5 separate regions of the Mus musculus genome follow, and all the other regions are linked to region 4. The links are chromatin contacts, called in public promoter capture Hi-C maps. All regions are on one chromosome and are shown on one strand. The core of a region is the stretch at or near the end of the contact, and the rest is flanking DNA. Distances in the headings are between cores, read along the strand shown. Region 1 holds the start of Hax1 (HCLS1 associated X-1). Region 2 holds the start of Snapin (SNAP-associated protein). Region 3 holds the start of Slc39a1 (solute carrier family 39 (zinc transporter), member 1). Region 4 holds the start of Arhgef11 (Rho guanine nucleotide exchange factor (GEF) 11). Region 5 holds the start of Gatb (glutamyl-tRNA(Gln) amidotransferase, subunit B).

What was found. Promoter capture Hi-C pulls out the DNA fragments that hold promoters and counts their contacts.
Region 1: a contact with region 4 is called in a promoter capture Hi-C map of liver, with 2.8 times the contacts expected there. The contact joins the promoter of Hax1 here to the promoter of Arhgef11 in region 4. A contact is called at or near these places in 2 of 39 promoter capture datasets (liver and pre-B cells).
Region 2: a contact with region 4 is called in a promoter capture Hi-C map of pre-B cells, with 2.6 times the contacts expected there. The contact joins the promoter of Snapin here to the promoter of Arhgef11 in region 4. A contact is called at or near these places in 2 of 39 promoter capture datasets (liver and pre-B cells).
Region 3: a promoter capture Hi-C map of liver shows a contact between it and region 4, with 5 times the contacts expected there. The contact joins the promoter of Slc39a1 here to the promoter of Arhgef11 in region 4. A contact is called at or near these places in 3 of 39 promoter capture datasets (cranial neural crest, hippocampal neurons and liver).
Region 5: a contact with region 4 is called in a promoter capture Hi-C map of liver, with 4 times the contacts expected there. The contact joins the promoter of Gatb here to the promoter of Arhgef11 in region 4. A contact is called at or near these places in 3 of 39 promoter capture datasets (liver and pre-B cells) and 1 of 9 other capture datasets (liver).

Annotation. Positions count from the first base shown.
Region 1 is chr3:89,994,443-90,000,379 of GRCm38.p6, reverse strand. It overlaps Hax1 (HCLS1 associated X-1), which reads left to right and starts at 1,664. Exons shown (of 7, transcript NM_011826.4): 1 at 1,664-1,852; 2 at 2,377-2,642; 3 at 2,806-2,993; 4 at 4,082-4,133; 5 at 4,263-4,369; 6 at 4,476-4,566; 7 at 4,670-4,934. The coding sequence starts at 1,800. The coding sequence ends at 4,755. It overlaps Gm19710 (predicted gene, 19710), which reads right to left and starts at 1,620. Exons shown (of 4, transcript NR_045749.1): 1 at 1,459-1,620; 2 at 1,083-1,235; 3 at 95-208. Ubap2l (ubiquitin-associated protein 2-like) reads left to right here. Exons shown (of 28, transcript NM_001165984.1): 28 at 1-92.
Region 2 is chr3:90,486,918-90,492,447 of GRCm38.p6, reverse strand. It overlaps Snapin (SNAP-associated protein), which reads left to right and starts at 1,435. Exons shown (of 4, transcript NM_133854.3): 1 at 1,435-1,616; 2 at 1,854-1,900; 3 at 2,176-2,294; 4 at 2,855-4,422. The coding sequence starts at 1,474. The coding sequence ends at 2,956. It overlaps Ilf2 (interleukin enhancer binding factor 2), which reads right to left. Exons shown (of 14, transcript NM_026374.3): 12 at 5,351-5,465; 13 at 5,131-5,221; 14 at 4,069-4,989. The coding sequence ends at 4,829.
Region 3 is chr3:90,245,331-90,250,588 of GRCm38.p6, reverse strand. Slc39a1 (solute carrier family 39 (zinc transporter), member 1) reads right to left here and starts at 2,397. Exons shown (of 4, transcript NM_013901.2): 1 at 2,330-2,397; 2 at 1,426-1,643; 3 at 1,133-1,263. The coding sequence starts at 1,612.
Region 4 is chr3:87,616,002-87,621,621 of GRCm38.p6, reverse strand. Arhgef11 (Rho guanine nucleotide exchange factor (GEF) 11) reads right to left here and starts at 4,063. Exons shown (of 40, transcript NM_001003912.2): 1 at 2,830-4,063. The coding sequence starts at 2,861.
Region 5 is chr3:85,572,690-85,578,068 of GRCm38.p6, reverse strand. Gatb (glutamyl-tRNA(Gln) amidotransferase, subunit B) reads right to left here and starts at 3,940. Exons shown (of 13, transcript NM_144896.4): 1 at 3,750-3,940; 2 at 2,055-2,205. The coding sequence starts at 3,925. Gm46809 (a long non-coding RNA gene) reads right to left here and starts at 2,048. Exons shown (of 2, transcript XR_001783869.2): 1 at 1-2,048. It also overlaps Gm3740.

The DNA of each region.
Region 1 (5,937 bases), core at 415-2,914, 2.4 Mb before region 4:
CTGTGTCTTCAAATTTAATGGATTAATGTGTCTTGTATATATATATATATACATATATATATAAAAAAAGGAGAAAAAAAAAACAAACCTCTACCTTCAGCCTCTGCCCATTCTTGCTCCGTCTAGGATATCCTCACTCTCGTCGATGACCAGCTTGGTGAATAAGTATTACCGTACCAACTGGGGCCTCTTCTAGCAGGCTCGAAGGCTGTGGAATAAAGTGAAATCTTTGCCCTTTAAGATCTCTCACCTTAATGTGCTAATATTTTGCCCTTAAGGGGATTTCCTTATACATTCTGTGACTGGAAAGAACTACTGCAAATCTTCATTTCTTCTAGAAACTGCCTCATCTACAGCACGTTTCAGGAAGTGAAAGGGGAAGGAGCTAAGGACATTTAGAAGGCAAAGGACCTTGTGGGAATCTAAGCATGGTTTTAAAGGATTCTGAAGTCTCAAGCCAGCATTAGCTGCTGGCCGGCAGAACTCAATCTTGGGGTCTTTTTCTCTTTGGAGGAGTATAGTAGTTCTTGTTCTCTGAGTTATGTTTTTGAGACAGTCTCACTATGTAACCCTGACTGGCCTGGAGCTTGGTGTGGAGACCAGGTTGGTCTCACATTCAGAGATCTGCCTGCTTCTACCTCTTGAGTGCTAAGGTTAAAGGTTGTCAGCACTACACCCTGCCTTGCCTATTTTATGTGGCTTTGAAATGCCTACATTTTGGGAAAAGAATGGATGATCTTAGAGCAAGACCTGGGGTGGGGGCATGGTGCAGTAAAAGGTTTTTGGACTTCAATTACGTGAAAGAGAAGTTTCATTTTTCTTTGTAAGAGCCATATTGCCAGGGACTCGAGATCCTGTTTCAGCCTTCCAAAACTGCAAATATCCTCTGTGCTGAGGAGGTGAGGGAGGTCTGTTTATTTTGAGTCAGAGTCTCACTCTGTAGCCGACTTGCCTGAAACTCAGTGAGGAGCAGGCTGGCCTTATACCTCCCGAGTGGATTAAAACACCATCAAATTTCATTACGGCATGGTTTTCCCAAGACACAAGTAGCTTCTCGTTCCTGCCTAGTCTACAAATCTTACCTTGTTAGTTGGCCATCTGTTTAGTTTTTTAAAAGCAGCGTGTGGTGGTAACCGCCTTAAATCCCAGCATCTGGGAGGCATTAGGCAGGCGGGTTTGTAAGCCCCTTTGGTCTACAATCAGTTCCAGGACAGTCTGAACACCACACAGAAACCCTGTATCGAAAAAAACAAGCTTAAAAACTCCCTACTAGCTGAAGAGATTCCTAGCATCTTTATTCAGCAGTAGGGAAATCGCGGTTTAAGGAACTAGGTAACTTCGCCTAGCCTAGTATTAGACGTCACCGACATCAGTCTAAAACAAAACACAAGGTGGGGGGTGTTTTCTGATCCTGGGGTGAAGCAGGCCTCTGAACAGGCCACTCCCTCTGGCGGCTACCTGGGACCCTCCAGAGAGAAACGGAAACCCCCCTCGGGGGCCTGGCAGATCAGCAGGAGAAAGAATCTCCTAGAAGGGACGTGATCTTGAACTGGGAATTTCGCACGTCCACCCTCACTCAAAACTGAAAGGTAGCGTATAGAAGCTTCGTGTCTGAGGAGCACGGTCAGCCCCGCCTCTTCCTCCGGCTTACGACTTTTACGACAACGCCGCACCGTAGGGTTGCTTTCCGGCAGCGAACGCTGAGCCCTGGCTATATCCGACAGGGTAGCGTAAGCTGGTCGTGGTCTCGTGTTGCCCATGGGCTGCAGAGCTTCAAAGTTTCTAGTGCCCCTACTGGAATGAGCGTCTTTGATCTTTTCCGAGGCTTTTTCGGCTTTCCTGGACCTCGGAGGTGAGAATAGTTCTGGGCTGGATATACGGGAGGGGTGTTTTGGTGGACACTTGACCCCTTCATCATATTTTTGGAAAGCTTCCTTTCCCGCCCCCTTCAACTCCTGCTGAGAGGTCAAAGATCGCATTCTTGAGTACTCACCCCGCCACAGTAATCAAAGCAGTGGTTAAGAGGACAGAAACGGCAGCTTTCTCCAGACCTGGGTGATGCAACAGGGACCTGGGCGGAGAAAACAATGGGGGTCTGGGGAAGAGGACCATGAGCAAGTAATTGGGCGATTAGTAGTAGGCTGGATGACCCTGAAGAAAAACCATGGGTCGTCTGGCAGCTGTTGGGAGGTGCGGAGAGGCTCTGTTTAGAAACAATACAAAACCCTAATAGATCCATCAACGTTGTTCTGAAACCAGATCTCCTGTGTTTTCAGCTGCCCAGACCCCTCTTTGGCCCAGTTTGCTGCCCTTGTGTTGATTTTTATGGCTTAGACAGTGTTGAAGTCTTCGTGGCTTATTTGCCTTCACTCTCAGCCACAGAGATCCTTTTTTTGGAGGGATGACTCGAGATGATGACGACGATGATGATGATGATGACGAAGCGGAGGAAGACAGAGGCGCGTGGGGTCGAGAGAGCTATGCGTTTGATGGTTCTCAGCCTCCAGAGGAATTCGGTTTCAGCTTCAGCCCCAGGGGAGGGATGCGATTCCACGGCAACTTTGGCTTTGATGATCTAGTACGAGATTTTAATAGCATCTTCAGCGAGATGGGGGCCTGGACCTTGCCTTCCCACTCTCCTGGTGTGTGAATTTCCCTGAGGGAGACCCTATGGGTTTCTAGTGGGTTAGTGATGAATAACAGAACTTGCAGAGTAGTTGGGATAGTCTACAGAAATTGATTTTTAAAAGACTTAAAATGTTTAAGGCCTTTCCTATCCCAGAATCACCTACCAACTTTCTACAGAACTTCCAGGTCCTGAGTCAGAAACACCTGGTGAGAGACTGCGGGAGGGGCAGACACTACGAGACTCAATGCTTAAGTACCCAGATAGTCACCAACCCAGGATCTTTGAGGGGGTCTTGGAGAGTCATGCAAAACCTGAATCCCCAAAACCAGCTCCAGATTGGGGGTCGCAGGGACCTTTTCATAGGGTGAGTACTCTCTGCACCTGAACTGTAAGCCCTTGGTGGGATCTCTTAGAGTTGAGTTGCAATTTTAGCCCCTTTAATTAGTTCATTTATCCAGATTTTCTTCATTATTGGGATTTTCGTTTTGAAACTTACTTCACTGTATAGATTTAGATATCTGCCTGCCTCTGGATTAAATGTGTGCCACCACACCTCATCTAAGATTTATTTTCTTTTATATGTATGAGTGTTTTGCCTGCTTGAATGTCTCTGTACCACATGTACCTGTGCCCACAGAGGTCAAAAAGGATATTGAATCCCCTGGAACTCAAATTATGTATGGTTATGAGCCACCATGCTCTTGCTGGGAACTATAAACTATGGTCCTCTACAAGAGTGTCCCCTCCCCTCTCTTATTTGATTTGATTTGTTTGTTTATGTATTTTGAGACGGAGTCTCTGTAGTATTGGCTGACCTGGAACTTGCTATATAGACCATGCTGGCCTCAAACTCAGGGATCTCCTGCCTCTGAGTTTGTTAGTTAGGATTTTGTTGCTGTTTGTTGGTGTTTTGTTTTGTTTTTTGTTTGTTTGTTTGTTTCAAGACAGGGTTTCTCTGTGTAGCCCTGGCTGTCCTGGAACTCACTCTGTAGACCAGGCTGGCCTCGAACTCAGAAATCTGCCTGCCTCTGCCTCCGGAGTGCTGGGATTAAAGGCGTGCACCACCATGCCCGGTTTGACACCTTCCAATCTTAAACTTGAAGGTCAGAGAACCCATATTCCTCCCTTGTTCCAAAACCCCAGAAATACTTCCATTTGGGCAGCTTATATTCACATACCTTCTTCCTTAGTTTTATATGGACTTCTACGAAAAAGAATTCCTGAAATTCTTTCCTGCACTTTTAAGATTCGTTCTTAGCCGGGCGTGGTGGCACACGCTTTTAATCCCAGCACTCGGGAGGCAAAGGCAGGTGGATTTCTGAGTTCAAGGCCAGCCTGGTCTACAAAGTGAGTTCCAGGACAGCCAGAGCTATACAGAGAAACCCTGTCTGGAAAAAAAAAAAAAAGATTGGAAGGTGTTTTTTCACTGATTGTGTGTGGCTTCTTCTACAGTTGGATGATACATGGCCTGTGAGTCCCCATTCTAGAGCCAAAGAGGACAAAGGTAAGTCTAGAAGGAGGCACATTTACCATACCATTCTCCTGAAGTTCTCTCAGAAGGTTCTTCCTGAAAAACGTATCTAATTACCTGCCCTCCACTCTCTCCTGGCTTGTCATCTCTCTGCCCTTCCAGATCTTGACTCCCAGGTTTCCCAGGAAGGTCTGGGTCCACTTCTTCAACCCCAGCCCAAATCGTATTTCAAAAGTATCTCTGTGACCAAGATCACTAAGCCAGATGGGGTGAGTTGAGAGGAAGAAGTATAATCCTCTGGGGAAAGGGACCAGTATAAGAAAATACTAAACTCAGCATAGTGCTGTTAGCAATATATTGGGATTTCTCTTGCAGACAGTGGAGGAACGCCGCACTGTGGTAGACAGTGAGGGCCGGAGGGAGACCACAGTGACCCATCAAGAAGCCCATGACAGTTCCAGAAGTGGTAAGAGTATAACTCAAAAGGCCCATCTCTTAACATTTTGGGGAAAGGATGTGCCTACCTTTTGATACATCTTCTCTCTTTTTGGTGTGACTTTCTCCCTTAGATCCAGACTCTCAGAGATCTTCAGCTTTGGATGATCCCTTTTCCATTCTGGATTTGCTACTAGGACGTTGGTTTCGGTCCCGATAGCGTTCTTAAACAGAGGCCTTCAGGTCCTTCCCACTCCCTTCCTGTTGCCCATTGCCAATAAGCTTAGCTCTGTCTGTCATCCCAGGGTCTTAAATGTGTGAAACAATTAATTGAGCTTATGCCAGTCTGTCATTCATCCAAATTGACCAATAAAGCCTTTATTTATGCTAAAGGTCTTAGTCTTGGTTTTGTCAAGGTCCTTTTAATTTACAGACCCATCCAGGGCTTCCAAAAGTTTCTTGGCTTACGATTTTATTTTATGTATATCAGGGGTAGTGTACACATGTAGAAGTCAGTACAACACGTGGGAGTTGGTTCTTTCCACAGTGTGGGTTCTGAGAATCCAGGTCAAGGTCTCAGGCTTGGCAGCAGGCTCTCCTACCCACTGAGGTATCTCACCAGCCCATCCCAAAACAATATTTAATACATTAGAGTTAGACACAAAAAGAAAATGATTTTATTATTGAGGAAATAGAGGTAATTCCAGTAGCATTTCTAGAAAAAGATTGCCAAAAGGTAGTTTTTTGGTTTTGTTTTGTTTTTTTTAAGATTTATTATACATAAGTACACTGTAGCTGTCTTCAGATGCGCCAGGAGAGGGCGTCAGATCTCATTACAGGTGTTGTGAGCCACCATGTGGTTGCTGGAAATTGAACTCAGGACCTCAGGAAGAGCAGTCGGTGCTCTTACTGGCTGAGCCATCTCACCAGCCTGTTTCTTGTTTTGTTTTTAAAGATTTATTTTATGTATATAAGTACACTGTCACTGTCTTCAGACACACCAGAAGAGGGCATTGCATCCCATTATAGATGGTTGTGAGCCACCATGTGGTTGCTGGGATTTGAACTCAGGACCTCTGGAAGAGCAGTTAGTCCTCTTAACCACTGAGCCATCTCTCTAGCCCAAGGTATTTGTTTAAAAGAAAGATAACTGCTTCCCTAAGTACAAAAACACTAACTCAATAATTCATGAGATAAACTGCATTCCGTGGCCAAATAGGTTTTTTGTTTTAAAGGTGGAGCCTTACTGTGTTGCTTCTGCTAGCCTGGAGCTCCTTAGTAGACATCAGAGATCTGCCTGAATCTGCCTCCTGAGGCTGGGATCAAAGATGTGTGTCACCACTCCTGTGCGATTATTTTTATTAATTTTAATGTTAGAAAAATTATAATTAACAAAAAATAG
Region 2 (5,530 bases), core at 186-2,685, 2.9 Mb before region 4:
CATATCCAGGGATCCACCCCATAATCAGCATCCAAACGCTGACACCATTGCATACACTAGCAAGATTTTATCGAAAGGACCCAGATGTAGCTGTCTCTTGTGAGACTATGCCGGGGCCTAGCAAACACAGAAGTGGATGCTCACAGTCAGCTAATGGATAGATCACAGGGCTCCCAATGGAGGAGCTAGAGAAAGTAGCCAAGGAGCTAAAGGGATCTGCAACCCTATAGGTGGAACAACATTATGAACTAACCAGTACCCCGGAGCTCTTGACTCTAGCTGCATATGTATCAAAAGATGGCCTAGTCGGCCATCACTGGAAAGAGAGGCCCATTGGACAAACAAACTTTATATGCCCCAGTACAGGGGAACGCCAGGGCCAAAAAGGGGGAGTGGGTGGGTAGGGGAGTGGGGGTGGGTGGCTATGGGGGACTTTTGGTATAGCATTGGAAATGTAAATGAGCTAAATACCTAATAAAAAATGGAAAAAAAAAAACAGAGCTTGTGAGCTCAAGGCTAGCCTTGGTAACACGGCAGGACTTTCTCTAACAAAAATAGCAAATCTTTAGAAATAAAACTCGAGGGCAGTGGTGGGATACACCTTTAATCCCAGCACTGGAGTTCAAGGGCAGCCAGAGTGAGTTCCAGGACAGCCAGGGCCACACAAAGAAATCCTGTCTGCAAGAAAGAGGGAGAGGGAGATAGATGGGGAGAGGGCAAAAAAAAAAAAAAAAAAAAAAAAAGAGGGAGTGGGAGAGAGGAAGAGAGAGAAAAGAAAGAACCCTTAACATGAATATTACATGGCTTTCTCATCAATTCCCATGGAGAAGGCTATGGACAATAGCACTTAGATGGCTCAGCGGTTAGGAGTACTAACTGCTCCTGAGTTCAAAACACAGCAACCTTCAAATCCCAACAACCACATGGTGGCTCACAACCAGCTGTAATGAGATCTGATGCCCTCTTCTGGCGAGTCTGAAGACAGCTACAATGTACTTACATATGATAAATCTTTTTTAAAAAGGAAAGAAGGAAGAGGAAGAAGAGGAAGAAGAAGTAGAAGAGGAGGAGGAGGAGGAAAGAGAGAGAGAAAGGAAAGAAAGAAAGGAAGGAAGGAAGGAAGGAAGGAAGAAAGAAAAGAAAGAAAGAAAGAAAGAAAGAAAGAAAGAAAGAAAGAAAGAAAGAAAGAAAGAAAGAAAGAAAGAAAGAAAGAAAGAAAGAAAGAAAAGATCAGCCTGGTTTACATAGTTACAGGGCAATCTATCTCCAGAAGTCTAGATCCGCCCCCTACAGGCCCATGGAAGAAGAGGCTCTGGTCCCGGCCCGCTTGCCGGGGCTCACTGAGGACTCCATTTCCCAGCTATCCCACTGCCGTCTGGGCTGTATATCTAAGCGCCCTCTCGCGGTGCACAGCGGCGGTCTGGAGTTCCCGGCGACCCTCGCGGCAGGCTGAGGGCGTCAGGGCAGTTCGCGATGGCCGCGGCTGGTTCCGCTGCTGTGTCAGGGGCCGGGACCCCAGTGGCGGGGCCCACAGGCCGCGACCTCTTTGCCGAGGGGCTCCTGGAGTTCCTGCGACCCGCGGTGCAGCAGCTCGACTCTCACGTGCACGCGGTCAGGTGCAGGACCGGGTTGCTGGGGGCGGGGCCTAGGGAACTGGCTTTGTAGGGGCGGGGCCCCGAAGAAATACTAGATACATTCTTGAGACACTGATGTTGAGACTGGGTAAATAGGCGGAAGGGCCTGGGTGAGGCCTTGAAGTTGAGGTTGGCTTGTCTCAGTATTTGGGGAATAAGTAGAATTCGTTTCCCGCGTCCCAGTCACTGACCGTTGTAGACTTTTGTACCACTTTGCAGAGAAAGCCAAGTAGAGCTCCGGGAACAAATTGACAACCTAGCTACAGGTGAGTGAGCAGCCAGGATACCTAGAATCCCTGATCTCACTTTCGGGAACTTTGTTTCCCCAGGTTTTAGGCTAAGTTTCTGTCACTTGCTTCTCAATATCAGAACTACCCAAGGACTCCAATTTCTGGGGATATTTTAGGACAGAATGGAAGAAGGGAAGGTGTCTGTGGCCCACACAAGACTGCAAGAGTATTTTTCATCCCATTCCTCTCTTCCATTCCCTAAGAACAAAAAATGAGCCATTAGATGTTGGTTGCCCATTTCCTCTTCCCAGAACTGTGCCGGATCAATGAGGATCAGAAAGTGGCCCTGGATCTGGACCCCTATGTTAAGAAGCTGCTTAATGCCAGGCGACGAGTTGTCTTGGTCAACAATATTTTACAGAATGCACAGGTAAAATAATAAAATAGTAATAATAATAATAATCCCAGCAGTGCATGGTGGTACATGCTGTAGTTTCAGCATTTGGTAGGCTAAGGCAAGAAGGATGGCTTGAACTTTGAGCAGAGCCTGGACTATCAAATCAGCTAGGGCTACATAGCATGACCCTCTTTCAAAAAAATTTCTTCTTGTTTATCCTGCTTTATGTCTTCAACACTGTGAAGCAACTATGGGGGAAAAGAGTGGTGTTAACTAATCTGATAATAAAGGCCCATATTCCCCTCACCCCATTACTAGGCCTCAAACTAGACAAGTGCCAATTCTTAACTTCTAATTCTTAACTTCTAGTGGCTGTCATTTACAAGTCCATTTTAACGTAAAGGGCTGGCTTGAAAAGAGCCAAAGCCAGCTGGACATATAAGCAGGCAAATTTCTGAGTTTGAGGCCATCCTGGTCTACAGAGCAAGTTCCAGGGCTACACAGAGAAAAAACAGTCTGGGGACAGGGGCAGAGGGGACTCAGTTAAAACCTTTTACAGCAGTCATTAGATTCCCCATCTTCCTGTCTTACAGGAACGACTAAGGCGGTTAAACCACAGCGTGGCCAAGGAAACAGCTCGCAGGAGAGCTATGCTGGATTCAGGAGTTTACCCTCCTGGTTCTCCAAGCAAATAAGCACGGGCCCGTGACCTGAGTATACAAGTACAATTCTCCAACGGCTTTGTCTGGTAGACACGAGAAGATTCCAGGAAAGTCTCTGTAGACCTTTGATTTTTTTTGCACTATGTACTCATTCATGTAGCCGCCTCAAGAAACATGCGTACGGCAGGACTATTTCCTAAAGAACCTCCATCACAGCTTGTCCATCCAAGAAAGAGCCTCTACCTTTTGGGTTTTGTTAATCTTGAGACAAGATCTCAGTATGTAGTCCCGGCTGGCCTCAAACATGTCCTCTTGCCTTAGCCTCCTGAATGCTGGGATTATAATAGGCATGTGTCAGAGTGCCGGGCTCAAGCCTCTATATATTTCCCCCAAAGAATACTAAGTAAATTAGGCATCGTGTGGTAGAAAATTGAGAAAACACCAGATTTAGTGAGAAAGTATACTCCTATTTCTCCCCCTCTGCTTCACCACAGTTCCTCTCAGAAGGTAATAACCTTTCCAGGATCATCTTACACTCTATAATGTTTAGGTTAACTCCTATTAACAAGTTTCGCAACTGTTGCCTTCATTGCTACCCAAGGAGAGCATGCCAGATAGCGAGGATCCAAGGTCAAGGCAGAGCCTTGACAGCTAAGAGTCCTAAGCTTTTGCGATTTTTTTTTTTGTTTAGACTACATATTTTAAGGGCTAGAGGGATGGCTCAATGGTTAAGAACACTGGTGATTCTTCCAGATGGCGTCCAGTGCTTAGCGCCCACATGGTGACTCACAGCAGCCTCTAACTCCAGCTCCAGGGGAACCCAATGCCCTTGTCTGGCCTTTTGGCCCAGCACACACACACATATGATGCAGATATATATGCAGGCAAAACAACCATCCTCATAAAATAAAATTTAAAAGTTACATATTTAAGCGCCATCCTTTCCAGGCTTAGCCAGCCAGTGTTAACCATCCTGTTACTCCTATTACTGGGGCTGGGCAGTTTCCTTTACCTGTAACTCCACTTTGTTTACAACTGAGGACTTAGGTAAAGTCAAGGTAAATAATTTATCCTCTTGGCCACCCTGGCTTGACTATGTTAATATTAAGTATTGCTCAACATTATTAAATAAATGCTTGTACTGGTTATTTTAACAAAAAAATTTATTTTATTATGGTTTCAAAGGGTTCAGGACATGGTCACACTGATGCATATTTTGGGGCCTATTTTGAGACATGAGAATGTGAGGTGATCAAGCTTCCAAGAGAAGGGAATGCTGGACTCTGCCATTTATCCCTTTATTCTGTCCATGCACTGAGCTCATAAGATGCTTTCACCCCACATTTAGGGTTAATCCTTTGCAGAAATTTCAGGTTATTTTAGGCCAAGCTGAAGAAATTAGCCATCACAATGGTATCCTAGGAATCTATTACTTTCAATTTATATAATTTAAAACAGCAATCTCAATGTTTATAATAAAAGACTCAACTTGAATTCTACTGAGGTTATAGAAGCCAAATGTAGTTGCTACATATTGAAGAAAAATAAAACCAAAAGCCCTAGTAGGAAGTACTTTAATCATTTTTCTTAGAAAAAAAAAAAAAAATTCCCAGATACTCAATGACCGTTTACAGCATTTCAACACAAAGTACTTGGTTGGGAGTGGTTAGGTTTAAATATTGGGAATGTGTGGCATTCTGCTTCCTCACAGACGGACAGAGGGCATACGCAGTCACAAATGGGAGACTTCTAGCTGCTTGGCCACTATCGAAACAGTAGCGTTTTTTTCTTTTCAGTTTGTTTCCCTTCCTGCTGTCTCCCTATGCCACAGAAATGCCGCCATCTAAAGCCCCATGGTGGCTGGCTTAGCCTCTCTTCCCTTGGGGAGAAACAGTAAAGGGAAGGTCACTCCTGAGTCTCCATGCTTTCTTCTTCTTCTCCTTGAGGTGGTTCTTCTGTGTTCTCCTCCTCTTCCTCCCCCTCCTTCTTCTCAGGTGGCTTCTCATAAGCCTTTTCTGAGGGTGTCACAATCACTCCATCCCAGGTAGATATTTCAGAAGCAAGATCTAGAAGAAACAGGGATAAAACCCACTTCATACAAATATCCCAGTAAACAAGATAAGCTATATTCATTAATATTAGACCACCTTTAGATACGGCTTCTCTATAGTTCAGAACCCCTGAACCACACCACAGAGATAACTTACAGCTGGCATCCCCCTCCTGGCCAAGGATCTTCCTAAAGCCTCCATGGGAGAGAATTCGAACCAGAGTCTGAGCTGTGTAGCAGACCATATCCTGAAGAACAAGGAGAGGGAAATGAGCCAAAATAAATAGACTATACATGACTAACATCCGTGTGAAACAGGTCCCCTGGTCCTTGGCCTTCTGGCCAGAACCCCACTCATTTCGTGGTTGTCTTAATACCTGTTGTTCTAGGGTCATAACTGTGTGTACCCTGAAGTTGCCACTCTCACACGGGTCAGTGATGCCCACTGACCCAGGCAAGAACAGTCCTGCAGCCAGAATCTGCAAGCAGCGCCTGAAACACAAAGACACTTAGAAAGCAAACAAAACAGCTTAGAACCGAAACCCAGAGAAGTGTGT
Region 3 (5,258 bases), core at 1,148-3,647, 2.6 Mb before region 4:
ACACACACACACACACCCCACTCACACTCAAAAGAGAGATCAGAAGAGGATGATCAGTGGGAGGGAAACAAGAAATCTAATAGGAGTGAATATAGTTAGAATACTTTATGTGTGTATGAAAATGTAATAATAAAGCCCATTACTATGTATAATATGTGCAAATAAGAAAAACAAGGAGGGCTGGGCAGTGGTGGCTCACGCCTTTAATCCCAGCACTTGAGAGGCAGAGGCAGGCAGATTTCTGAGTTTGAGGCCAGCCTTGTCTACAGAGTGAGTTCCAGGACAGCCAGGGCTACACAGAGAAACCCTGTCTCAAAAAACCAAAAATAAATAAATAAATAAAATTTAGAAAGAAAAATAAGAAAGAGAATGTGGGGTGAGGTAGCACAACCCTGTAATTCAGCATCTGGGAGGCAGAGGCAAGAAGATCACTGCAAAGTTGAGGCAGGTCTACAAAACAAGTGCCAGGCCTACACAGTGAGAACCTGTCTCAAAAAAGAAAAGGAGAAGCCGGGCGTGGTGGCTCACGCCTTTAATCCCAGCACTCGGGAGGCAGAGGCAGGCGGATTTCTGAGTTCGAGGCCAGCCTGGTCTACAAAGTGAGTTCCAGGACAGCCAGGGCTACACAGAGAAACCCTGTCTCGAAAAACCAAAAAAAAAGAAAAAGAGGAGGGAAGGAGACAGAGAATGAAGGAGGGACAAGCAAATAAGTGTATGAAATGTGATTCTTGGAACATTGTTAACTTCCTGGGAATTGCAACCCAGAGTAGTTCACACACCTGATGAGGCTGCTCACATTATATCAAGGAATATAGAGAGGTCACACAGAGTTTAGTATCAGGGAAAGAATGCACAGTAAGAATATCCTGTTGCTGAAATCCATAATTCACAGACTCACATACCAAGGCCTTCCGCAGCCCTGAGGTGACCCCTGAAGAGATCTATATAACCATGTTTGTCTTTTTCTTTTTTGGTTTTTCCAGTCAGGGTTTCTCTGTGTAGCCCTGGTTGTCCTGGAACTTGCTGGCTTCCAACTCACAGGTGGTGTGCCACCACCGCCCAGGTTATAGCTCTGTTTTCTATTAGCTGTTCTATAATATACTCTTGGTCACATGTTGAAGTCAATGCTTACCGTCACATGCAGGGCCTCCAAGGCCTCATCTATGGCAGCCAGGTAGTCAGGCAGCAGGTCCAGAAGACATGTAGCCAAAAAGACTCCTCCTGCGAAGCAGCTGACGAGGCTCAGGGCTTTCTGGCCCGAGGCTAAACAAGAGTGAAGTACAAAAGGGGTTATATATAACCAAATGAATCTCTTCAAAGTCCTTCTACCCCAACAGAAGCCATGACCACTCCTGCTCCCCCCCCCCGCCGCCCCCCCCCCCACCCCAGTCACCTCGCCCAACCTCCGAAGCAGAAAAGACTCACCTGAAGCTTCATGGTTAGCACCTGACCTTCGAAGCACACAGACAGGTACCAGGCTGCAGATGAGTGTCAGCAGCAGCAGCAGCACCAGGGCCCCCAGCTTCACTTCCAGCCCTACTGGCACCGAGGGCTCCGATGCGACTGCTTCTGGGCGCCACACCAGGAGCTCTGGCTCCCCCCAGGGCCCCATGGTGGCTGTGATAACTCGGTGACTCTTGGACCTATACAGAGAAAACTAGCATGGGTGGGAATGGTCACAGGAAAGAAGGGGTCACGGAAAAGGGAAGGCTGGTCAGCGGAATGCACTTCCCCTCAGCCCAGCCACTTTCTGGCCTTTCCCAGCTGAAGTGACTCATCCACGCCAACATCAGGATTGCATTTCCTCCTTCGAATTTCTCTCCCCAAGTTCAGCGAACCATCAAGGAGGAAACTGAGGCACGCGAAGGCCAATATAGATCTCACATTACTCTTTCACCTGGAGCACGCAGAAAATGAGGTGCAGACTCCAGGTAGGACCTGCACCTGGAGCTGGGGTTCCCTAAGGAAGGCAGACCACTCTCTCAGTCTGCTAAGTGCATGTAGCAAAGGGAGGTTGGAGCTGAAGAGAAGTCCCGGATGGCTTCACCGATGATTTGAAACAGGGGAACTTCGGGGCTGGCTGACTCTCTTAACTACCCACTCCCCAGGGCCATTTCCCGGAAATAACAGGTAGTCTCGGCATATAGCCAAAGAGGGGCTTGGGACGAGCTTTGCCCGCACTGGGCGGCGTCTGGAAGTCTCGGAGACCAGGTCGGAGGCCGCCAGCGTCGCAGGAAGCAGAGGAAATGTTAACACGGAGACCCCAGCTCCTAGCCTGGGAGGCCTCAGAAGCTGCCTTTGACCCTGCGACCAGCGAGGCCTCACTCACCTCCCGAGGGTCTCACTCCATTGCTGTCGCTCGGTTCCGGCCTCGCGTCGGGAATTCCCACCCCCTCCCCACCCCTCTCCCCTCCCCCCCGCCGCCTCCGCGTACCCGCACGAGGCTGCCAATGACTGAGCTCAGTGGGAGGAGCCTAGCCTAGAGTGACGTGCGCTGCGAGCAATTAGAGTCTGAAAACTAGAGAAAGCTAGGCTGGCGGCGAGCTGAGACGAAGCCAGAACCGGGAGGGGACTAGCGGGAAGACCCGAGGGCGGTGGGCCCCCTGAGCTGCCATGGACTAGCAGGCCGCTGGGGCCAGCCAGTCAGAAAGAGTTTGATAGAAGTGGGAGCTAGGAACTCTGCGAGCAAGGCCGGTTCTCTATCCTTACTCCAAGTATTTCTTCCTACATTTCTCAGGGTATCTGTCTGGCCTTGGCCCCAGACACTTAACAGCTCAGGCTCTTTTAGTGCCTAACTGGGCCAAAGGGTAATCATTCCCTTTTTGGGACAAATTTCCTTGCCTGGCTTGCCTAGCCAGTCTCTACAGAAAAGACGATGAGAGGGCTGTGGTGGCTCACACCTTTACTCCCAACACTCTGGAGGCAGAGGCAGGTGGATCTTGAGGCCAGCTTAGTCTACAGAGTGACAGTGTTTGAGGACAGCCAAAGCTACAAAGAGAAACCCTGTCTAAGGAAAAAAAAAGTTTTATAAAAAAAAAAGTAGGAAGAATGGATGCATGAAATAAAAGCCATCCTTTCTACAAATTAACTTATGATTAAAAAAACAAAACAAGGTGGGGGGTCTGGGGGACTTTTGGGATAGCATTGGAAATGTAAATGAAGAAAATACCTAATTTTTTAAAATAATTTTTTTAACTTTTTATTAGGTATTTTCCTCATTTACATTTCCAATGCTATCCCAAAAGTTCCCCAGACCCTCCCACCCACTCCCCTACCCACCCACTCCCACTTTTTGGCCCTGGCGTTCCCCTGTACTGGGGCATATAAAGTTTGCAAGTCCAATGGGCCTCTCTTTCCAGTGATGGCCGACTAGGCCATCTTTTGATACATATGCAGCTAGAGTCAAGAGCTCCGGGGTACTGGTTAGTTCATAATGTTGTTCTACCTATAGGGTTGCAGATCCCTTTAACTCCTTGGGTACTTTATCTAGCTCTTCCATTGGGGGCCCAAAAATAAATTTAAAAAATTAAAAAACAAAACAAAAAACGATTTTTCCTAGACTCCTGTGGCTTATTTGATTTCTAAACATGGGCATGTAACCTCAGCACTTGGGAGGCTGAAGCAGGATTGGCCGGAGCCACGGATGGTGGTTTTTGGCAGAATCAGGAAAAGCAAATCCAGTGTTTTCTCCAATAAGAACAAAACATTGTCCTTTCCATGGAGGAAGTGTCCAGTGTCGTCAACCTGCCACCAGGTTGCTGGCTGGTCACCTCAAGGAATGGTGCAGTATCTAGGGCTCAGCGTTGGTCCCTGCTGTTGGCAGATCTGGCGTTCAGCGGCAGCTGTAACCAGGTCACTGCTTATCTATTTCTTTTTGTCTTAGAACTCACACCAGGAGGTAGAAAGAGAGATCCAACTTCCACAAGTTATTCTCTGGCTTCCAAATATGTGTCCAGTAGCACCAAACACACACAAATAAAAATAAATTAACATTTGCTGAGTTCAAGGATCTTTATGAATTTGAGGCCAGTTCTGGCTCAACAATTAGGAGCAGACAGTGCTGTTTGCAGCACTTTGTCCCAGGACCAGCACACATGTCAGGCAGCTCATACTGCTTCTAACTTTAGTTCCATGGGGACCAAATAAATATGGCTTCCTCCTGCCTGTGTACATACCCACACATAAAAGTACACATAATTTAAAACAAATCTTTTAAAAGTTGAATAGGGGACTGGAAAGAGACCAGCTAAACATTTGAGAGCGTTTGCTGTTCTTCCAGAGAATGCAAGTTTGATTCTCAGCAATCAAATCAGTCTGTAAACTGGGCGTGGTGGCACACGCCTTTAATCCCAGCATTTGGGAGGCAGAGGCTCTGAATTTGAGGCTAGCCTGGTCTACAGAGTGAGTTCCAGGACAGCCAGGGCTACACAGAGAAACCCTGTCTCGAAAAACCAAAAAAGAAAGAAAGAAAGAAAGAAAAAGAAAGAAAGAAAGAAAGAAAGAAAGAAAGAAAGAAAGAAAGAAAGAAAGAAAAAATGTTGGGCAGAATTCTTGAGAGTAGGAGATTCTCCAACAGAAGAGTATCATCTCAGTGACGTTGAACTGTAAACTGCATCCATCATTATTGACTCTCGTCTCCATGTTAAACAGATCTGTTGAACTTGACCTTCATCTGACTAAGGAAGTTATTTTTTCCTCTGCAAAACTTGATCCTTTAGGGAAAAGAGGGATGTTAAGTGAGATGAAGACAGAAGTTCCATCCAGTCCTAGCAGGAACAGAAGCCTGGTTTATTTCCCACTGAATCATCTCTGCATGTAGCAGCCTGTCTGGAAGCCTCGGCCTCTTGAAGTGCATTTAACCACCTTTCTTTCTTTTTTTCTTTCTTCTTTTTTTCTTTATCCTCCCCCCTCCCTGCACCACCTGCCACCTTTTTTTTTTTTTCTTACTTTTTTTCTTTATCCCCCTGTACTCCCAAACAGGGTTTCTCTGTATAGTCTTGGCTGGCCTGTAACGTTCTCTGTCTTGAAAAACCAAAGCAAAACAAAACAAAAACAAACAAAGAAGCTAAGCTGTATTGCTATGAGAGCAATATGAGAAAGTGAAAGTGCTTATATATAATAGTTGTTGCTCAGCTGTCAGCACACACTAGCTCCCTTCCAGTTTGTACCAGTGGCTTAGTCAAATATTCTTTTTTTTTTTTTTTCTTTTTCTTTTTAGTTTTTTTCGAGACAGGGTTTCTCTGTATAGTCCTGGCTGC
Region 4 (5,620 bases), core at 2,814-5,313:
ACAGGTAGCCCAGGCTTTATTTAAGGCACACTCAGTCTCTAGCTATATGATCCTCCAGCCTGTCCTCTTATCTCCTAGAAAATACGTAACGCCAAGGAAGTTTTTGCTGAAGTTTACCCTAGATTAACCACATAACCAAGTCATTAAAACAACTTTCGGTGGATGAATTCACACTTTTTGGTAAGTTCACTTAACCTCAACACAAGTCTGGAGTGTTTACGGATCACTGACTGCATACCAAGCACTGAACTTAGCAGATAGGACAAAAGCAAGCCAAACAACACAGCCCCTGCATTCAGAGCGGACTAGTACTTCTGTGGCCTTTGGGGTGTTGTATTGTTGAGCCAGGGTGAAACTCAGGCTGGCCTCAAACTCTCTAAGTAGCACAGGCTTCAGCCTTGTAATCCTTCCTGCTTCAGCTTCCCAAGTGCTGGAGTCATAAGCATGTGCCACGCACGGTGTCTACTTTCCAATTAGATCGCCTGCTCTCAGGAAGAAACGAATAATTTTCTAAAACCCTGACACCATCTCACACAATATATTGGCAAGCTAAAAGAGAATAGAATTCCTGACACCATAATTCGAAACACTTCCTTCTAATCTGTTACTCCAGTGTGGCATCAGACTAAATTATCATGCAGGAGGCGGAAGCAAGATTGAAAGTCCCAGATACACAGCAAGTTGGGAAGCCAGCTGGGGTGACAAAAAAAAAAAAAAAAAAAAAAAGATTGTGAATTATTTACATTCACAAGGTACAGAGCCTGCGACATCAAGTTCAACAGTGTACTTTGACTCTATTACTGCAAGATCAGGGAGGCCAGCAAGACAAAGCCAGAAGGGGACTTCAGTTTCAGGACTGACTGTGGCAGAGAGTCAGGCACGGTAAAAGCAAGCAAGGCCTTCCCATGGAATAACACACTGCTTTAACTCCAGAGATTATAGGTACAAAGTACAGGGGGACACTTGACAACTGCCAGAGAGAGCAAAATGGTGCCTTACCCATTCTAAATGGTGAGTCTATAAACCTCTGCAGACAGGATGGGCAACAGGAAGAACAGGGATTCAGAACTGGAACTTAAGATTTTACACTAGATCCTGACACTCCTCAGATAACGCTAAATGGCACTGAACAAACCGGGAATCCACTCAGTCGCCTCATCTGCAAAATGTGAGCAGTGACTTCCGGCTTGTCTACCTCACAGATACATCATAAGGTTCAAGGAAGCAGCGTGCTAAGGAGAGCACTTGGGAGCCTGAGGTCTGTATCTGTGAAGTCATGCAAGCTTCTAGAGGAACATCTCACATTAACCCAGAAGCCCTCACTGCCTCCTTCTCACACCCCTCAATTCCTGGTTCCCATCTGCTCACACCCCTGAACTAACAGAAATTATTCATCACCTCAAATCTTAATTTGAGTATACTAATCCCCCAGGTCTAAGAAGAGGGAGAGAAGGGCAGACATGCAAACCCTTCACCTTCTTACTCTGACAGCTTCAGTTATCCTTTCCCAGGGCCAAATTTCAGAAGACCACAATGGAAAAGGGAAGGGAGATGCCAGCTAGCCACATTGCCTCCGTGGTTGCCCGCTCTTCCCGACTGCAAGGCAGTTCCTTCCCCGCCCCCAACCCCCACTACTAAACAGATCTAACTGGGACCCTGAGACAACACAGAGGTGGTATTTGGGAGACATTATGTTTTAGGCCGCACTCCACAGTCAAAAGGAAATTACTATTAGCATGTATAGCCAAAGGTTAACTGACCCAGAGAGAGCAACTGCTGACTTACAGATAGATAGATAGATAGATAGATAGATAGATAGATAGATAGATAGATAGATAGATAGATAGATAGGTAGACTTCCAGATATTCCTTCCTACCTCACAAATACTAGTTTCCATTGGACTGTTAGTTTCCAACCACCTACCTATCTATCCAGTTAGGACGTATAGAATATCCACAAAACACACCTCCATAGAGGACTTTTAAGGAGGAAGGGTTGAAGAGGGAAAGGGGAAGGGATGGCCAGGCAGACACCTACCAAAGTTGTACTGCAAAGCCAGACCCAGCTCATGGGGGAAGGGGCATCATGTGCTTCCAGCTGATTTCAAGGGCCTAGGAGCCAAAACAACTCCTTCCGGCTTCAAGCAAAGGGAAGGCCTGTTTTGCAGAGTCAAGCTTATTGAGAACAGCTTGGAAGATTAAACCTGGAGCATCAATCAGCCTGTTGGTAGGTCTCAATTTAAACTCTCAACTGGAAGAAGAAATCCTAATGTGGCCTAAACATTTCCGAGCTCTATCAACCACTGGTGACACTGGTGACACTGTCCCAACATTTCAGGCAACAGCATCTTCCTCATTTTAAATGGGAACCACCCTACCTACCACTGTGCCCCACCATTCCATAACTATCAGCCTCATGGAGGCTCCCAGCCCTGTCAGCCGTCCCCCGACCCTCCCCAGATAGCTAAAGCTAGTCCCCACTCAGCCCTGTGGGTTCACATGAGCAGGTTTGGTCCAACCTGATCCCTAGGCTAGCAAGCTGGGGGACTCAGAGTGAGCCTTATACCTGGTGTAAGGTAAAAGCCACAGCAAGCATCACCCCCTCCTCTCAGCCTCACTGCTTACTGGTTAGAAAGGACACACAACTATGGGGTACATTTTGAACATGAACACACACCGAGGGTACAGAAACATATATACTGACACACTGACAGTCCTCATAGACCACAGCCTATCTATCCCACAGCCCAGCCAGGCAAACACAACACTTCCCCCCCAGTCATTTTAATAAGTGTTGGAAAAAAAAAATCCTCAATTATTTAAACATACCTGTCTATACTATGGGGCAACCGTATGCTCATGGTTTCTCCGTGTCTCCACAGTTCTGGAATCCTGTAGTTTCTTTGGGCGTCTTGATCAGGCCTGAGTCCCTTGCAATTTTGAAGGAAGGTGAGAGGAAGGCCTCCCAAGTTGAAGACTGAATCCTTGTTTCTTCCAGCTGTCAGGACCCTGGTAACTGCAGTGCTATTCTGCTTCTATCGGTTAACATGGTCTCCTCCTTCCTTCACCCTTAACCTTCCCCTCCCTCGTCTTAAAAAAGAAAATGAAAAGAAAAAAAGAGAGGAAAAACTATGACCTTCTTAGAAACCAAACTGTTAACCACAAATCTCTTCAAGGTTAGCCCTACGGGCTAAAAACTGAACCACAGAAAGAATCTGACTTCAAAATATCAGTCTTAGTTGCAGACAGATAAAAGCCATCCTTTCAATCCAGTTTCCCCAGCTGTCCTTCTGTTGACAGGGAAGCCTTAAGCTCCAAAGGTTGAAAAAAAAAATCTCTGGTTTCCAAATGCTTAAAATGCCAACAGCAGAATTATTCCAGGGAAGGAAAAACAAAAACAAAACAAAACAAAACAAAAAGGCTGAACAAATCCGAAATGGCACTTGGGAGAAAAATCTTCCAGACGATTTGCACAGTTAAAATAAATAAAACCACACAGCAGTATGTACACAACACGGTCCAGTGCAGCCCTGGGAAGCAAAATTTGCGGATTTCTTTTAAAAATCAAAACAAAACAACCATCTTCTTCTACAGTAAAGGTTTTTGAATTCTGAAATGAACCAATTGTGCAGACACACACACAACAATCACAAAACACCTGAAGCGCAATGCTTTCTACCTTCAAAACGGTAGCATTGGCCAAACCCCCAGGAAATCTTAAACCTTCTTTTCCCTTTCGACTTGCAGGTTCCTCCACCTAACCCAGCCTCAGATCGGCCTTTTTCTCAGACAATTTCCTCAGTCAGCTCTGTGTGCTCCAGCACGTCCAGGCTCCGAAAGTCTCTCTCGCCGCAGCGCTCTGGAGCGGTAGTCCCGCTTCCCCCTCGCCCGCCGATCGTGTCCGGCGACCCGCTCCTAGTATTGTTGCGGCTCGGTTAGGGCCAGGGCGCCCTCCACAGCGGCGCGGAGAGCCCGGGCCGCGGCCTCGGCCTCCGTGCCCACCCGCCCGCCAGCCACAGCCTCCCCGCTCGGCCGCTCCCGGCGTCCGCGTCGCGGCCGCTGCGCTTCCGGCCCCGCCCCCGCGCGCGCTCGCTCGCTAAGGCCAAGCCCGCTGCCGCCGGCCGGCTCCGCCCCACCCCCGCTCCGCCCCGCCCCGCCACCGCCCCGCCTCGCCCCGCCTCGCCACAGCCCCGCCACGGCGGACTCCGCTCGCCCGGGCCGGCCGCTGGCTCCTCCTTGGCGCCGCCCGCCCTTTCACAGCCCCGCGCGCCCCCGGTCCGCGCGCTGCGGCCTAGCTGCTCCCGGTGCTGCTGTCCCAGAGACTCGACCTTTGTTTCCGCAGTGTCCGCTGGCCGCGCCTCTGTCTGCGCTCTCGCTGCGGTCCCGTCCTCCTCTGCCCGTTTTCACTCATTTGTCGCGCTCCTTTCCAAGTTACCAGGAACCCTCTTAGCTGTGCCCTCGCCCCTCTGAGCACCCACCGTCTCTCCCCTCGCGGCTGTACTCGATTTAGCTTGGGTATCTTGTATGGCTCTGCCTTTTAATTTCAATGCAAAAGCCTTTGCAGGGCAATGTTATTTCGATGACACACACCCCCTTCGTGAAATCACGGTTTCTAAATCTCTTCAAGTAACTGTCGGAAGTCAGAAGTAAAGATTGAAGTAAAAAGGAGACTTTTCCAGTACAGGTTGATGAATACACTTTGTTATTTTGTGTGTGTGTGTGTGTAATATGTGACTTCCTGGTGAGACCAGACATCTGTTAACATTAGATAGTGCACCAACAGTTTTACTGAAGCCTGTTCTCAACAGCCAGTGGATTTATTGGGGTTACTTCTAGGAGTACAAACCCCTAAAGGCAGAGGCACCAGCAAAAACCCATCTCCGCATGGATGAGGACGGTGGACTACTGACCTCTACCACTAGAGCTATTGGAGTTGATATTGTTTCTATAACCGTGGGGAGCAGCACTGTGACTCTTGAAACAACTTCTTGAAATTTCTGAGTGCTTGCCATCTGAACCTTAACAATTGCTGCGCTCTTCCACAGGTGTGCTTGTGGAGCCCAGAGGACAAGTGTGGGTGGCATTCTTCCTCAAATGCCAAACAACCTCACCCCTTCTCTGGAGCCTGGTCTCTCTCCACAGCCCCAGCTTGCTGAGTAGGCCAAGAATGGCTGGTGAGTAAGTGCCACCCTCTTACCCTTCTCAGCATTGTGAGAGCAAGTTCACAGCCACCCAAACTCAGCCTCTTTATGTGTGTTCTAGGGGGTTGCTGGGTAGCAGTTTCCACTCAGAACCTTCTCTCTTGGAGAGAAATCCTATAAGACATAGGATATGAAAAGGGAAGCGAAACATATTTTTTAGGCAAAATGTTCGAAGGAGAGGTAAAACATGCTATCCCGTGGAGAAGCTCCTTCAGACAGGAAGTACAAACTCAAAACAGCTTCAGAAGGTTCCTGAAACTGACTAGATTCACTAGACCCCTCCCTCCCCAAGCATATGTAATCAATAAGAACGATTTAGAATCATCCTCAGACAATCCAACTTTAAGACCAGCTAAGCAGCCTGGAAGAGGCTCAGAACAACTGAGCTACCTACCTAGAGAGAACACTACAGTATGGTG
Region 5 (5,379 bases), core at 2,691-5,190, 2.0 Mb after region 4:
TCTAAAACATTTTAAATTGAATGACAGGCAAACAAGAAAGGAATGAAATACTTTAAGCAATGTCTTGGTGTGAGGATTTTCATATTCCTCAGCTGTAGACTAAAACAGGTTCTTTAAGAAGAAGGACACTTCTGAAGGGCAGGCTGCTCAGCAAAGCTGAGAGAACAGTCATGACAGCTACTGGAGCCATGAGTGCTGCTGGCTCTAATGAAGAACAGCAAACCCTTGCTTAGGAAAGCTATCCTCATAGCCTTTCCTGCCCTCTCAATCCAATGTCCACCCATTCTCAATGCACTCACTGTTTAACTGACCTGCTGACCACAGAGCAGGAACTTTCTAGGGAACATAACACGTCTTTCCAAATGTGCTGACCAGCTAGTTATTTTGAACTGTCTGTATTCTATTTAGGCACAAGTGAAGAATCTGTTATCTGCTTATAACTGCTTATATCTGTTTATCCAAAAATATGTTTCTAAATGTACCCTAAGACCCCACTAGGTATCACATTCCCAACTGAGGAAAAAAAAAAAAAAAAAAACTCAAAAGGCTCTAGCTTATATCTAGACTTTAAAAAAAATTTATTACGTATTTTCTTCATTTACATTTCAAATGCTATCACAAAAGTCCCCTATCCCCTCCCTCCGATATCTAGACTATATTGATGGCCAACTAAAACATAAGGAAGAAAGGTCCTCAGCAGAGAAGGAGAAAGGTAGAAGTGCTGTATAAACTGAGTAGTATTTCACTCATCTAAGGAAACACTGTATCTACTAGATCTGAGTCTTCACCCAAAAGAACACCTGTTTTTAAAGAAAACATATCTCTTTTCCAGCAAACAAGAACTCCTTCTCCATAGGTAGACACTTTACAGTAGAAAGAGAACCCGAGAGGATGGCACCGCATGTGTACAGCAAGGTGTTGACTTCCTGTAGAGAGACCCAATAGCAAACAGGCAGTGGCCAGGGATGTGGTTTAGATAGATGCGATCCCTCACAATGAAAAGCCCAAATAAGAAGAGTTCTAGGCCTGAGAATCTGCCTTAATCCAATCAAAGCTCTGACTAAAGTAGATACATGCAAGGCACTGACAACAGCCTGGGTAGATCAGCCTTCGCTTGTATTTAAACATCTGAGAATACAGAACACACTCCTAACAGTCCCTGTCTGTGATATACTCATCATCATAACCCTGTCTACACATGCTCCTGAAGATGGAAACTCCATTCCCATTTAACAATATAAGATTCCTGAACAGAATGGGAGCCACATTCTAGCTCAAATATTTACAGTGCTCCTTCCATCTTATTCTTCAAAATGTAACTCATTCCTTAAAAAGACCACACTAAAAGTCTTGCTGATGGTGATGCTGGCTCAGTTGCCTCTTAGGATCAAGTGAAAATAAGTAGCTAAATCGATAACCAACTCGCTTTTATACTATAGCGCTCCATTACTGACTGCTTCTTAGATGTCAATAACTGAGATCACATTGCTCTTACACTGTAAAATCACATACTACATGTTCTTTTCTTGGGTCCTCCCCACTCCTCCATGTATCAGTCTAACTCCTACTTGACTTCTCAGTGTGGACACCACGTTTTTATTCCAGACATTCCTCCTTAACTAGATACACCACTACAATTTCTCACAATACTTCCTCTTGCTCAATTACATGTCCCTCCTTTGGGTTCCAAAATTACTCTTTGCACACTGCTTTTGCAAGAATTATCATATTGTACTCTAATTGTTTGTAAGACATCAGCTCTGTCCACCTTTAAACTCCTCCTAAAGCAAGATCTTTGCTTGTCTGCATTAGACAGTTCTTATCAGCATCTGGTATTTGATAGGCATTTGAAAGCATTTGTGAAAGGAGTGAATCGATGCTATGAATACACTCAGATTTAGAAACAGAATTATAGAGACATGTCTTTATAAACAATTAATGCATCATGCTTAATTCCCTAATCATGCAAAATTCCCTAAGCAAGTAGTTCCTTATCTATATTCACTATGACATAAACATTTTCTAATGTAAACAGACAGTATAAAACACCTTACCGGTAATGTTCCAGGCAGAGATGCATCAAAATAAGAAACCAGAGAATTTGGAGGTGCTGCAAAGCACACTTGAGCTCCAGAGAAGAGTTTAGAGTTGGAGGAAATCTGTGCATGAATTTCCAGTCCTACTACAGCTGCCCATTTGTGTTCACTAAAGGGAAGGAAAATGGTTAAAACGTTACATTTGTCGCTAAATATAAATTCTTATAAACCTATATTTCCAATTATAATCTTGTGTTTTAAATTAAAATTTTATATGCTTATATTTTAAAATGTGTCATTTTATTGGTGAATAAACTAAATGTACCTTATTAGTTAATAAACACTAAGTAAATGACTCAGTAAATAATAAAAGCTTATCTTATCATTATTTGGGTTTAATACAAATGCCAGGATTCTAGTTCTAGAGAAATGATGGCTAAAGAATAAATTATCGCCCATATTTTGAGTTCATTGTTAAGAGCTTGTAGCTACAGAAGCAGGATCAGATACCATAGACTACCACAATATGGTATTCCTTAAAACCCGTGAAAAAGAACAGAAAACCATTAGAGGAAACTTTGTTTTCATCCACCAAGTCCCATCCAGTTCTTGAGATCTAAACTTAAATTTTTTTCATTTGTTCATACTTCACTGCTAGCAAATCTTTGTAAATGCTTACAGTGATATACTGTCTCTTATCTGAACAGCCCTACTCTGGTGAGCCAGTACTCCACTCTCTTTGGGGAATTAAATTCTCTATTCCTATGTATGTTCCTAGTCTTCACTTCTCCCTAGACATTTTCTATATTAGTCAGATTTTAATTCATGTGCATTCAGTTTTGTTTTAAGCAGTTCAACAGATGAAGGAATGAGAAAAGATTAATTCCTTCTTTCTAAAATTTGATAATAAAGCTTTCAAGAGAGAGGAAATAAACTAAGAAATTCAGAAATTCTGCATGTTCTAATTGCTAATCGAAGTATTTCTGCAGTTTCATTTCGTGGAAAGAAAATAGTCTAGTTTATGAAGAGAATAGAAAGGTGATGATTTTGGACATTTTTCTTCTCTTCTTCACTGAAATGCTAAAAAGAATGCCAACCTCAACAAAACAAAACTTTTTTAAAAATTGCCTTGTTGCTGTATTTTAAAAGAAGCTTTAAATCATGTACACGGAAGCAACTAACTGCTGTACAACATAAGCAATTCTTTATATAATCGGGGAAAGATTTCGTCAGTCGACTAACATCCTCCTGGGGTCTAGACAAATATGCCCACAATAAAACCACAGATAGCTAGTGCTTTCTGACTAATAAGACCTCTCCTATCTGGGGCTTTGTACAACGGCTATTTTCTGTCTTTAAATTATTGCTAGCCTGTAGTGACGCCAAATGCCCGCTACATACGAGCCAGAGTCTAGTGTCGCAGACCCCACACGAGTTAGTAGGGCAAAGTATTCCAGTCTTCTGTCTGAGAAGACGACTGGAGGAAACGCTATTTTACATTCGCACGTTGTCCAAATATGCCTACTTTAAGACAGAAGTTTTAAGTGTGAGGCTGAAGGTGGCAGGCCTGGTTTTGTGTTTTCATTTAGGTTCAGTTGCCCATAACACAGGTGACCACCCTCCAGCACACTAAAACCCTCAGGCTGGGCTGCCGGGGCCATTATCTTCGTTCTGCACTTCCACGAGACAGGCAAAAGTACGAAGAAGATATACCCTTTCCTCGGCTTCTGAGCCGTGTGGAGGGAAGGCTGAGCCACTGAACTCTGTCTCCTAGCCCAGTTGGATGTGGGCCCAGTCTGAGAGCCACTTCGGTGGCGGGAACCGCCATCTAGCCATGTTAAAGCCCAGCGTCTTCCAGGGAAACCCAAGCGCAGCATGGGCGCCGCCATAGCGTCGCCGAAGTCCCGGTCAGGTGACCCACCCTCCCTCTGCCGCGAGGCTCCCTGGGAAGCGTAGTTCTGGCAATGCGCCACAACCCGTGTAGCTCTTGACCGGAAGACTACTGTTCCCAGCAACCCAATTCAAAGGCTGCCGGAACTTTGTTAGGGAGGGGCGGAACCAAAGAAGTGGGAAGGTTGGTGGGTCCTGTGTGACTCCTCCTAGCGGGGAGTTGGAGAGCTTTGTGGCGGTAGAGCTTGTGTGTACTTTGACAGCTCTTTGAGGGAGCGCCAAGCAAGGAAGCCTCACCAAGGATTTTATACTCAGCTTAAGCCCGTGAGTTGAAACAAATGACCCTAACATTACCACAAAGGCTTCCTGGACCCTCCAACGCTTTTATTTTTTCTGTCTTGCTCGCACACCTCGCACACAAATTTGTGCATTATTTCAACTGATACTTATTTGCATGCCTGCTATATATACCTAGTTCAATAATAAGGCAGCATTGATATGCTAGAAAGAAAGACTTTGGGGATGTTATATTTTAAAGAATTGACATTTTAGGGAGAGGAACCATACAGAAAAACGTTTTAAAAATTGTTTTCATGTCCGAAAAAAATTTTTAAACTTTTATGTGCTTTTTACTTACTATTTTTCTTAGCCAACATCTGAAACAATTTCTTGTGTTAGAAAGCTTTGATAGAAAAAAAGACATCACCTCAATGGATTTCTTTTGTTGTTTGACTTCAGAACTCATCTTGGACTGGGCATATCCCTCAGTGGTACAGCATTTGCCTACCATGTAGAGATGCTAGGTCCCACCCTCAGGAAGGCAAAACCAAGCAGAGCCTTTCATATCCCTTGTTGAAATTCCAGGTGATTTTTTTTTTTATTTGAAAACTTAGTCTACAATAGTTCTTACTTTCATTGCCTGATTTTAATTGTCAACATAGTCTTAACAGCTATCTTTGATTTCAATGGATCCTTGTCTGGTATTTACCATAGTATTTCCAGAGTACAGAGTAGGCGCCTCAAGAATATATGAAGTAGTACAGTGCAGTGAATGTATTTGACAAATGGGGGCTGTTGAGAGGGTATGTTCTTTAGAAACGCAATAACAGATTGGGGTAGTGGTGAAGGGTAAAGTAAAACATATGTTTCTGGGAGATGTGCAAGGTGAGATTGAGGGACCTGATCGAGAGTTGGAGGTTCTGTACCTGCTCCTTGCTGACAGGTCCAGGACAGAGGAGAGAGGTCCCTGTCCCTCTGGGGTCTCTCCAGGGCTGAGCAGGATGGCGAGTGTCAACGGCCCAAAAGAAACACACAGAGTTGGGAGTCTTGTTGAAGCAGGAACTCAACTTTATGGAGTCAGCCTCTTGCTTATATAAGTTTGGAACATAGGGAGGCGGGTTTTGGTGGGGTAAGATGGCGTAGTGACTGACAGGGTCAATGGCAAAGCTCTACA